Linked DNA regions of Sus scrofa: region 1 is linked to region 2. Evidence: chromatin contacts called from public promoter capture Hi-C data. All regions are on one chromosome and are shown on one strand. The core of a region is the stretch at or near the end of the contact, and the rest is flanking DNA. Distances in the headings are between cores, read along the strand shown. Region 1 holds the start of PDGFRA (platelet-derived growth factor receptor alpha). Region 2 holds the start of RASL11B (ras-like protein family member 11B).

What was found. Promoter capture Hi-C pulls out the DNA fragments that hold promoters and counts their contacts.
Region 1: a contact with region 2 is called in a promoter capture Hi-C map of fetal skeletal muscle, with 6 times the contacts expected there. The contact joins the promoter of PDGFRA here to the promoter of RASL11B in region 2. A contact is called at or near these places in 1 of 5 promoter capture datasets (fetal skeletal muscle) and 1 of 47 Hi-C or Micro-C datasets (embryonic fibroblasts).

Annotation. Positions count from the first base shown.
Region 1 is chr8:40,963,691-40,968,272 of Sscrofa11.1, forward strand. It overlaps PDGFRA (platelet-derived growth factor receptor alpha), which reads left to right and starts at 2,878. Exons shown (of 24, transcript NM_001315756.1): 1 at 2,878-2,991.
Region 2 is chr8:39,700,820-39,704,831 of Sscrofa11.1, forward strand. It overlaps RASL11B (ras-like protein family member 11B), which reads left to right and starts at 2,580. Exons shown (of 4, transcript XM_003128970.4): 1 at 2,580-2,913; 2 at 3,556-3,612. The coding sequence starts at 2,772.

The DNA of each region.
Region 1 (4,582 bases), core at 1,628-4,127, 1.3 Mb after region 2:
AGCCACTGCGCTCCCCAAAGGTGCGCGCCGGACTCAGCTCTCCAGTTGGGCCTCCGTCCCAGAGGATCGAAGCCGCCTCGACTCCCGGTTTGGGGAGAAAACCCTCATTCTTAACCCCGTGATGATCCCTTCACGGAAAAACACAACAATTTGAAAATCAAAATCAGGGTACAGGCTGACACCTAGGTCCAGCTGCCCAGGCCGGCGAAGGTTACTCTTCGGGGCGCACAGGGTGGCCTGGTCCCCAGAGATGCACCGGGCAGAAGCCAACGAGACCCCTCAGTCCGCCTCGGCCAGGAGGCGCTTCTTGCGGCTCCAGGACCACCCAGGATCCCGGGCGTCGGGGGAGCAATCTGGAAGGATCTTAGAACAACACCAGGAGATCGAAACTCTGCTCGCCCCACCTCCCCGCGACGCCCAGGGCGGACTGTTGCGAGCAGACCAAACCTCTCCAAGCTTCGGCCGGGCGGCGGAGGGCGGACAGCAGGATTCAAACCCGCCTATGAGTAGTGGGAGTGGCGGGTGGGCAGGACTCGTTTTAAGGAACAGACCGCCTCTTTTCCAGGGCCTGCGGCCCCGAGGTTGCTTCTGACCACTGGGTTTATTTTGCTTTTGCAGGCGAGGCAGCTGTTGACCTCTCTCCATCTTTGCTCGGGCCAGACTCTGCGAAATCTTCCCCCAACCATTTGCTTCCCTGCGCCACCCCCCACCGGTGCTCAGTTCCCGGGAGTCTACTCCCCAGGCCTTTAAACCTTCTGGAATGTCACACATGGAAACCTTTAGCAAATGTTTGTTAATGATCATAACAAAGGCATCATTCAAATTAGGCAGGTAATTACTACCAGAAGGACAACTGGGTGCTCACTTGCTCATCCATTCTCTCTGCTTTTAAACTCGGAGGAATTACGGCCGAACCCCCCCCCCCCCGCTTTCCCCCAGCGCCCAGTCCGCTATCCGAGCCCCTTTAAGCGACTCTGAAATGAACTGTGAAGTTACCATTTGCGGGCGCGGAGCGCTGGGGCCCTGCGTTCAGGAGACCCCGGCGTGACCGGGCTGGCAGTTTAGCAGCGGCAAAGCAGGCCTTCCTGGGTAGGCTCGCCTCGCCTTCTACCCTTTTGGGCACTTGGTATAAAAACTTAGATCTCAGCCTGACTTTATTAATAGCTTAAAGTCGGCAGCCGCTTTTCCCATATTATTCCGCAATCGGATTTGGGGGGGGGGGCTTTAGTCCCCCGTTCGTTATCTACAAACATTACGGTATCCTGTTAGCATTCCGAACAAGGGGCTGTTCATACATTCGCCTTCAATGATTTCCTGAAGGAACATGTGGAAGTAATAGTGAGCAGCGCAGTCACCCGGACTGAAGATGCACGAGAGGCGGTTGAGCAGAAGGGCTGGGGGTATGAGGCCCCAAGCCCAGCCTCATGCCGTCTTCCCGAGCCTGACCCCCCCAGGAACCGGTCCCAGTTCAACACAGCACCCCTTACAGTACTTTTCTGTGACCATTCCCGAAGGCTGCTATTCACCCTCCTGATGAGGGAGGTGATGGCTGTCTCACGTCCCAGTCTGAACCAGGCTGCCCTAGCCATTCTCAGAAGCGGGGGTGGGTGGAAGAGGGAGATCAGGGGAGTAGAGATAAAGGATGAGTCCCTTTACCCAACAAGAAAATTCAAAATTAGAGAAGGCGGGGAAGGTGAGTGTGTTCCCCTCCCCCCCGCCCCGGCTCGGAAGCCCCACTCCATCCAGGTCTGGTTCCTGGAGCGTCAGCGCCCCCTTTCCTTCGCGAGCAGGATCGCTCGCTCTCGGTGCCTTCCCTTGCCTCGCTCCCCGCCCCATAATTTGGGGCTCTGCTCTCAACCCTAGGGCATTGGTACCGTCCTACCCACAAGGCAGGAGGGAGCGCTGGGGGAGTCAAATTGCACCCTCCCCCCTTGAACGCAGAGGTGGCAGGCTGGCTGTAGACGATTCTCCAAACGCTCAAGCTTGAGCCTTTTTGTGTGCGTGATAGAAGCCAGGACAACCTCGCCCAGATAACCATGAAAACAAAGACATGACAAGATAAGTGCGCCGAGGGAGTAAAGGTCGTTCTGTCGGAGAACGTTCCAAACCTACGCAGACCCTCGACTCTTTGTACCCTCCTTCATACCCGTTTAAACACACACACGCACACGCGCGCGCACACACACACACACACGCACAAACCCCCAAAACACCCATCATCTTCATATTAGACTCAACAGTTTGCCTAATCCCATTAAAGGATTAGCAACCGCACGGCACTTTCCCTGAAAGACCCCAGGTTCAAAATCACACAACCGCTTGGAAACCTCTCCTGATGGCCCCATTTATTGTTGGGCTAGGAATTTCTCCAGAAGGGACACTTCTTGATTCCAGATTTATATTCTCTCTGAGCATTAACTGCTATTTTACGTGTACTTTTTCTTCCTTTCGAAGGCAATACAAAGCAACATAGCAGCGTAAGAAAATATCCCTCAAATCTGGAGGCAAACTCATTCTGGAAATGATGGGCAGTGTGTATTTTCACGAACCTCTTTCCCGGCAGACCGTCAACACCTCCCCCTTCCACCACCCCACCCCATCTGGTCTGCTTCTCCCCGCCCCCCAGTTGTTGTCGAAGTCTGGGGATTGGGGCTGGACCCCCTGATTGAGTAAAAGCGAAAAGCCAAGGCACAATCTGGAGGCTGGAAGATTCTGAGCGCACGGAGTTCGAGAGAAACTTTTATTTTGAAGAGGCCAAGGGGAGGGGGGGGCTTCATTTCCTGACAGCTATTTACTTAGAGCAAATGATTAGTTTTAGAAGGATGGACTATAACATTGAATCAATTACAAAACGCGGCTTTTGAGCCCATTACAGTTGGAGCTAGAGGGAGAGAAACAGAGAAGGGGACTCCAGGACAAAACTGAAGGCCGTGGACATACTTTTTGCTCCATGTGTAGGATTTTCATTGCGAATTGACATAGGAGGAGAAGGTAAGGGAGGAGAAAAAGAATTTTTTGTTTCCAAGAGAAGTCCCTGATCAGGCTCTTTGGGCTAGAAGTGAATAACTTCACTCAAACCTTGGGCGATGAGGAAAAAAAAATTGGAGTCGAATTCCAATTGTGTGTCCAGAGAGTAATTTATTTTGAATAAACTTCACTTGGAGGGAAGATAACCATAGAGTTCGAAAGTCTAGGGATTAAAAACAAAACAAAACAAAACACATTTTCCAGACCTATTTTTAAAAGCAAAAGTTGTTTTTCTAACAACTCTCTGGCCTTCCAAAGAAATTGTTTAGGCTTACATTTTTGAGGTTTCTTTGGGGGTTGGGGGTGGTATTCGTGTATACTGGGACGAGCACCAAGTAATGCTGGGAGTAGGGGCAGAGGTGTTTGCCCTCTTCTTGGCAGTGGGTCCTGGAAGGCGACAGGTTTTTAATGAGTATTTTCATTCCTCGCCCGCGGTTTGGCGGGACAACGCTGCAGCCGGTGGTGTGGAGAGCGGCTCGGGGACCGAGGGAGGTGGGGAGCAAAGAGCGCAGAGTGAGGCGCGGAAGGGGTTGAGGAGGAGGAAGGCGTGAAGGGCTCGGCTGGAGAGGGCCGGACCTTGGGTGCCCGCCGGGTGCACATGGCGCCGACCCAAAGCGCGTAATTACTGGACGGCGCTGCGCCCGGTGTGAGCCTGGGCCAGACTCAGCACAACCGTGGCGACTGCGAGACAAGCAGAGGGGGCGCGGATTTGGGGAGCTCCCCAGTGGTTTGGTAGGATCAGTGAACTGCGAGGGAGAACGGGCGCCAGCCCCGCAGAGCGCTAGGGTTGTGCGCCCTAGCGCGGGGGCGACGGCGGCGCGGGCGGGCCGGCAGGCAGGCAGGCGGTCTGGAGTAATGACAAACACATTTGGCCCCGAGTGAAGAAGTCGTCGTCGCCTCGCATTCCAGCAACTGGGGTTTGAGGAATTTCGAACTGCACTCCAAGGGGCCCTCATTGTGCGCAGTGGTCCCCACCCCCACCCATCTCTGCGCGCCCCCTTCCTCCGCGGAACGGTTCCTGCACAGCCCAGGGCTCTGCTGCTGCCGAGTCCTGGCCGCAGGAAGGAAAGAAGGAAGGTCGCCAAAAAAAGTGCAGAACTTCTTGTGGGGGAAGTTAGGGACAACTCGGAACGGAGAAACTTGTTTCCCAGGTAAGACAGGAAGGTGGGAGGCGAACTGTCCTTGTTACTTTCCTGGTGCACCCGAGCCCTGCACCCCCCCCTTGCGTGGCACTTTCCGCGCAGGGACGCGTGGCAATCGCTGCCCGCACTCGTCCTGCGCTGCTTCACACTCTTCAGGGTCCCTTGTATCTATTCCACTCCCTGTGCCGGCTTCTCTGCCCGCTTCAGAGCCGTCTCATCGCGCCCCTCCTTCTTCCACCGACTATCCCCATGGAAATCGGCTTTTATACGTGAGATTAACTTCGGCAGGCAGCGCCAGGGGAGCGGGCGGTGTCCCCTTGGCTCAGAAACAACTGGAATCAGCGGTTCTGTTCGGAAAGGGTCTCGGCCAACTCAGACCGAGAGGGAGTGTGGCTCGACCGGAGTACCGCCGC
Region 2 (4,012 bases), core at 1,330-3,829:
CTTTAAAGCACAGCCAGATCCTTCAAGCTAAAATTAGAATACCAAATTCAGCCTTTGTGTTTCAGACAGAAAAATCATAGGCTTGGTGCAGGCTCATGGTACTGAAAATCAAGCCCCAGAAGCTAAAAGGATTCAAAGCAAAATTCCTCTTGACGACTTTTGTCAAGGGTGTGTATGTGTGTGTGTGTGTAAATGCAGTTAAGCAAAACTTTGAGACTACATCCTTATTTTACCATGTAAGCATGATAGAATTATAGGCATTTTTTGGAGGGGAGGGGTTTGAAAAGTACATGGTTACTGTCCCTATCGTCTTGTTTAATATAGTTTGATTTTATAGCAACAAAGAAACAGAGCATTTTCGCAATTTTTATGAAATTCAATTTGGAATTAAACCAATGCAGGAAAATGTAGGGTATTTTGGATACACCCTTTTCCCTTCTGACTCAAATGGCTGAATTCTCTAGAAGTCAACCTTTTCTTATGCTTATTATTAAGGTTGTATATCTTGCTAATTAAGTCACTTATCCTAGGCAATTTGAGATTACTCCCTTTTTTTTTTTTTTTTTTTTGGTCTTTTGTCAGGCTCCACCTGCTGGCATATGGAGGTTCCCAGACTAGGGGGTCTAATTGGAGCTGTAGCCACCAGCCTAGGCCACAGCCACTGCAATGCCAGATCCGAGCCAAATCTGTGACCTACCCCACAGCTCATGGCACCACCAGATCCTTAACCCACTGAGCGAGGCCAGGGATCAAACCCGCAACCTCATGGTTCCTAGTTGGATTCGTTAACCACTGAGCCAAGACGGGAACTCCGAGGTTACTCTTCTATTTCCTCCTTGGTTTTCTGCAAACACCTAAACTGTGATAGGCCAGAGAGTTCATCGCAGCGCCTAAACTGGGTCAGCATCGTAAATTTTATTAAATACCTGGTCAGTTAAGTCAAGGCTAGAAAAGAGAGTCCAAACTAAATGCCTGACCTGGGAAGAAGGGAACTGGTTTACTTTTACCCTTCAACCTTTAATGTGGGCGTGGGCACAATGCCACAGCGTTTGTTGTCATGTGCCTCTGGGATAAAAGCCGCTGGAGGAGTTCCCGTCATGGCGCAGTGGTTAACGAATCCGACTAGGAACCAGAAGGTTGCGGGTTCGGTCCCTGCCCTTGCTCAGCGGGTTAACGATCCGGCATTGTCGTGAGCTGTGGTGTAGATTGCAGACGCGGCTTGGATCCCGAGTTGCTGTGGCTCTGGCGTAGGCCGGTGGCTGCAGCTCCGATTCAACCCCTAGCCTGGGAACCTCCATATGCCGCGGGAGCGGCCCAAGAAGTAGCAAAAAGCCAAAAAAAAAAAAAAAAAGCCCCTGGAACTTTAGGGGCCCACCCAGTTAGGTGGGTGGGCAGGAGGGAGAGTAAGAGGGGGAATGGAGGGGGGGTCAGCCTGAGTGTCTGGTGACATTCTGCAGTCAGTTTCGGCTACAGAATGTTGCTTGGATGGAGAATTCAGCCCACTATTGAAGATGTCTTTGGTAAGAATGTAAGGGGCTGGAGCTCGGGATTTTATGAGCGCAAGTTGGCATCAAGTCACTTAACCAACCTTGCCATTCCTGATGGCCAGAGACTAAGTGCATACCCTTTGGAATGTCTGCTTCCCAATCCAGTCAGTACACAGAGACAGCTGGGCTGTTTCTTTCCTTTTCACAGATCTTGGAGGAGGTGTGACTGTGTGTGAGGCTGCTAGAAAGCTTGTTCCATAATTACTTCTAGATTTGCCTCTGAGTGTGCCGTACACGCACTCGACCGCACGCGTGTTCACGTGAGCTTGTCAAAGGGTGAGTGATCCGCCACCTTGCCAACAAGAGCTAGAGCAAAATGGGTGACGTTATTTTCCCCCAAAGCCACATTTCAGGGGAATGGGTAAGGGGTTTTTGTTACTGATGGCCACTGCAGTCAAATCTATAATTGGGCATGCCATCCTGGCCGCACGTACCCAAGTCAGTGCCCCCAATTAAGGAAACAGGCGCGAAGCCGGGGAGCAGGACGGGCGACCTCAAGCGCTCATACCCTAGAGGCCCCCCAGCCCCCTGGGCGCAGCTCCCCTGAGGGTGGAGGGCGCGGGGCAGAGAGGTCTGCTGGCTGCAGGGAGTAGGCGGGAGGGCTGGGCATCCAGGCGGGTGCAGATGGCTGGTAATGCTCATGGGGGGCCCCGGGCCGCGCTCTCCCGGGCGGTCAGGCAGGTAGACTGGCGGACAGGCAGCTCCCCCACGGCCGCCCCCAGTTTCCTGGAACCGAGGCGCCCCCAACTCCGAAGCCACAGCATCTGCCCTGTGCCGGCGCAGCAGGACCCCAGCCTGCGCCCAGCGCTTCTCTCCCGTCTCCGCCTTTGGCTGCGCCGCCGGCTCCAGCCCACATGCTGCCCCCCTCCCGGGCCGGCTGCCCCATTTTCCCCTCGCCTCACGAGGCCGGGCACCGGCTCCTGGCGACCCTAAGGGCGCCGCGCGCGGGGAGAGGCGCCGGGGGCGGGGCCTTGCGCAAGGCGCCCGGGGATTGGCCACGGGAGGAAAGGGGCGGAGCCGGCCCCGGACAAAACGGCGCGCGCGCAGCCGGAGTGCAGTCCCAGCCTGGAACCTGAGCCCTCCGGAGACGTATTACGCGCGGGTTCTGGTACCTTTTTATCGCGGACTCCCCTGCTCTGTCTTCCCGCCTGCTCCCTCGTAGCGCGAGCCTCTTCCCGACCCGCAGGTCCGGTCCCGCGCGGTGCAGTCCCCGCCGAAGCGGCGATGCGCCTTATTCAGAACATGTGTACCATCTCCGAGTACCCCGCCCCGGGCAGCGCAGCCGCCGCCGATTGCTGCTTAGGGGCGGCGGGCCGCCGCCTGGTCAAGATCGCCGTGGTTGGGGCCAGTGGCGTGGGCAAGACCGGTGAGTCCTCGCGCTCCGGCGAGAACCCGTTTAACTCCCCCGCTGGAGGTGGGCGGCCCCCGCTGGGAGTCGCGGTTAATCGAGGCGTGGTGGAGAGAAGGGAGCTGCCACCGGACCGCTCGCTCTCTCCTATTGACCCGCTGCCCCTCGGGAGGGACCTTAGCTATCGTCCTTTCCAACCCCTTCCTTAATCATATGAGGGAAACAAATTGATCCTGAATGGCCAGACAACCCTCTATACCACCCGCACGATCGGCATTCGAATTTTTGGGTTCTTGAGCCTCTGGCAGAGCCTGGCACAGAAAGGGGAGTTAGTGAATGTTAATCCCCTCCTGGAGATCTTTAAGGTTGGGAAAGACGTTTGTCTGCGGGAAGGCTTAGGTGGGGCTCGGCCGGGCTCAGGGGATGGGGGTTGGGACCAAATGACCCTTCCAGCTGGACAGGGCCATAACTCACGATGCCTTTAGCCCCCTCTCCGTTGTGTCTGGAAGAAGGGTCAAGGAGCTGCAGGGTAGGAATTTCATTTGGTGGCCGGCTGGCTTTCTCTGAGAATTGTTTTTTAGGCTGGGGGGTGGGGTGGAGACTAGCCTAACTTCTTGGGCCAAGGTTAACCCTCTTTGCTTTCTCTTTTCTGACCTGCAGCTCTGGTCGTCCGGTTCCTCACCAAACGATTCATTGGTGACTATGAAAGAAATGCAGGTGAGGAAATAAATTTGTTTGAGGAAAATGCTGTCAGCTTGCACCAATACTGCTGTTCCCATTTATGTGTGTGTGTGTGTGTGTGTGTGTCACTATGGGCAGGGTCCTTCAGAGTGACAGTCTGAGCCCCGGGATCCTGCCACCTCCAACTTCACTTGCCCCCTCCCATACTCCACCCCCCACCCCCATAACTGCCATCTGGCCTCATTCCATTCCAAGCCCATTCATCATTTTATCAAGTGCCTGAAAGTATTCCCCTTGGTATGTTTTAACTATAGGGACCCCAGCTGGAAGCACCCTTTGTACTCAAGAGCCTCTCCCTTCAAAACACTCCTGCAAAAGTCATAAAAAAAAAAAAAAAAAAAAAAAAGATGGCCAGCTCCTACCCCCACCCCACCCC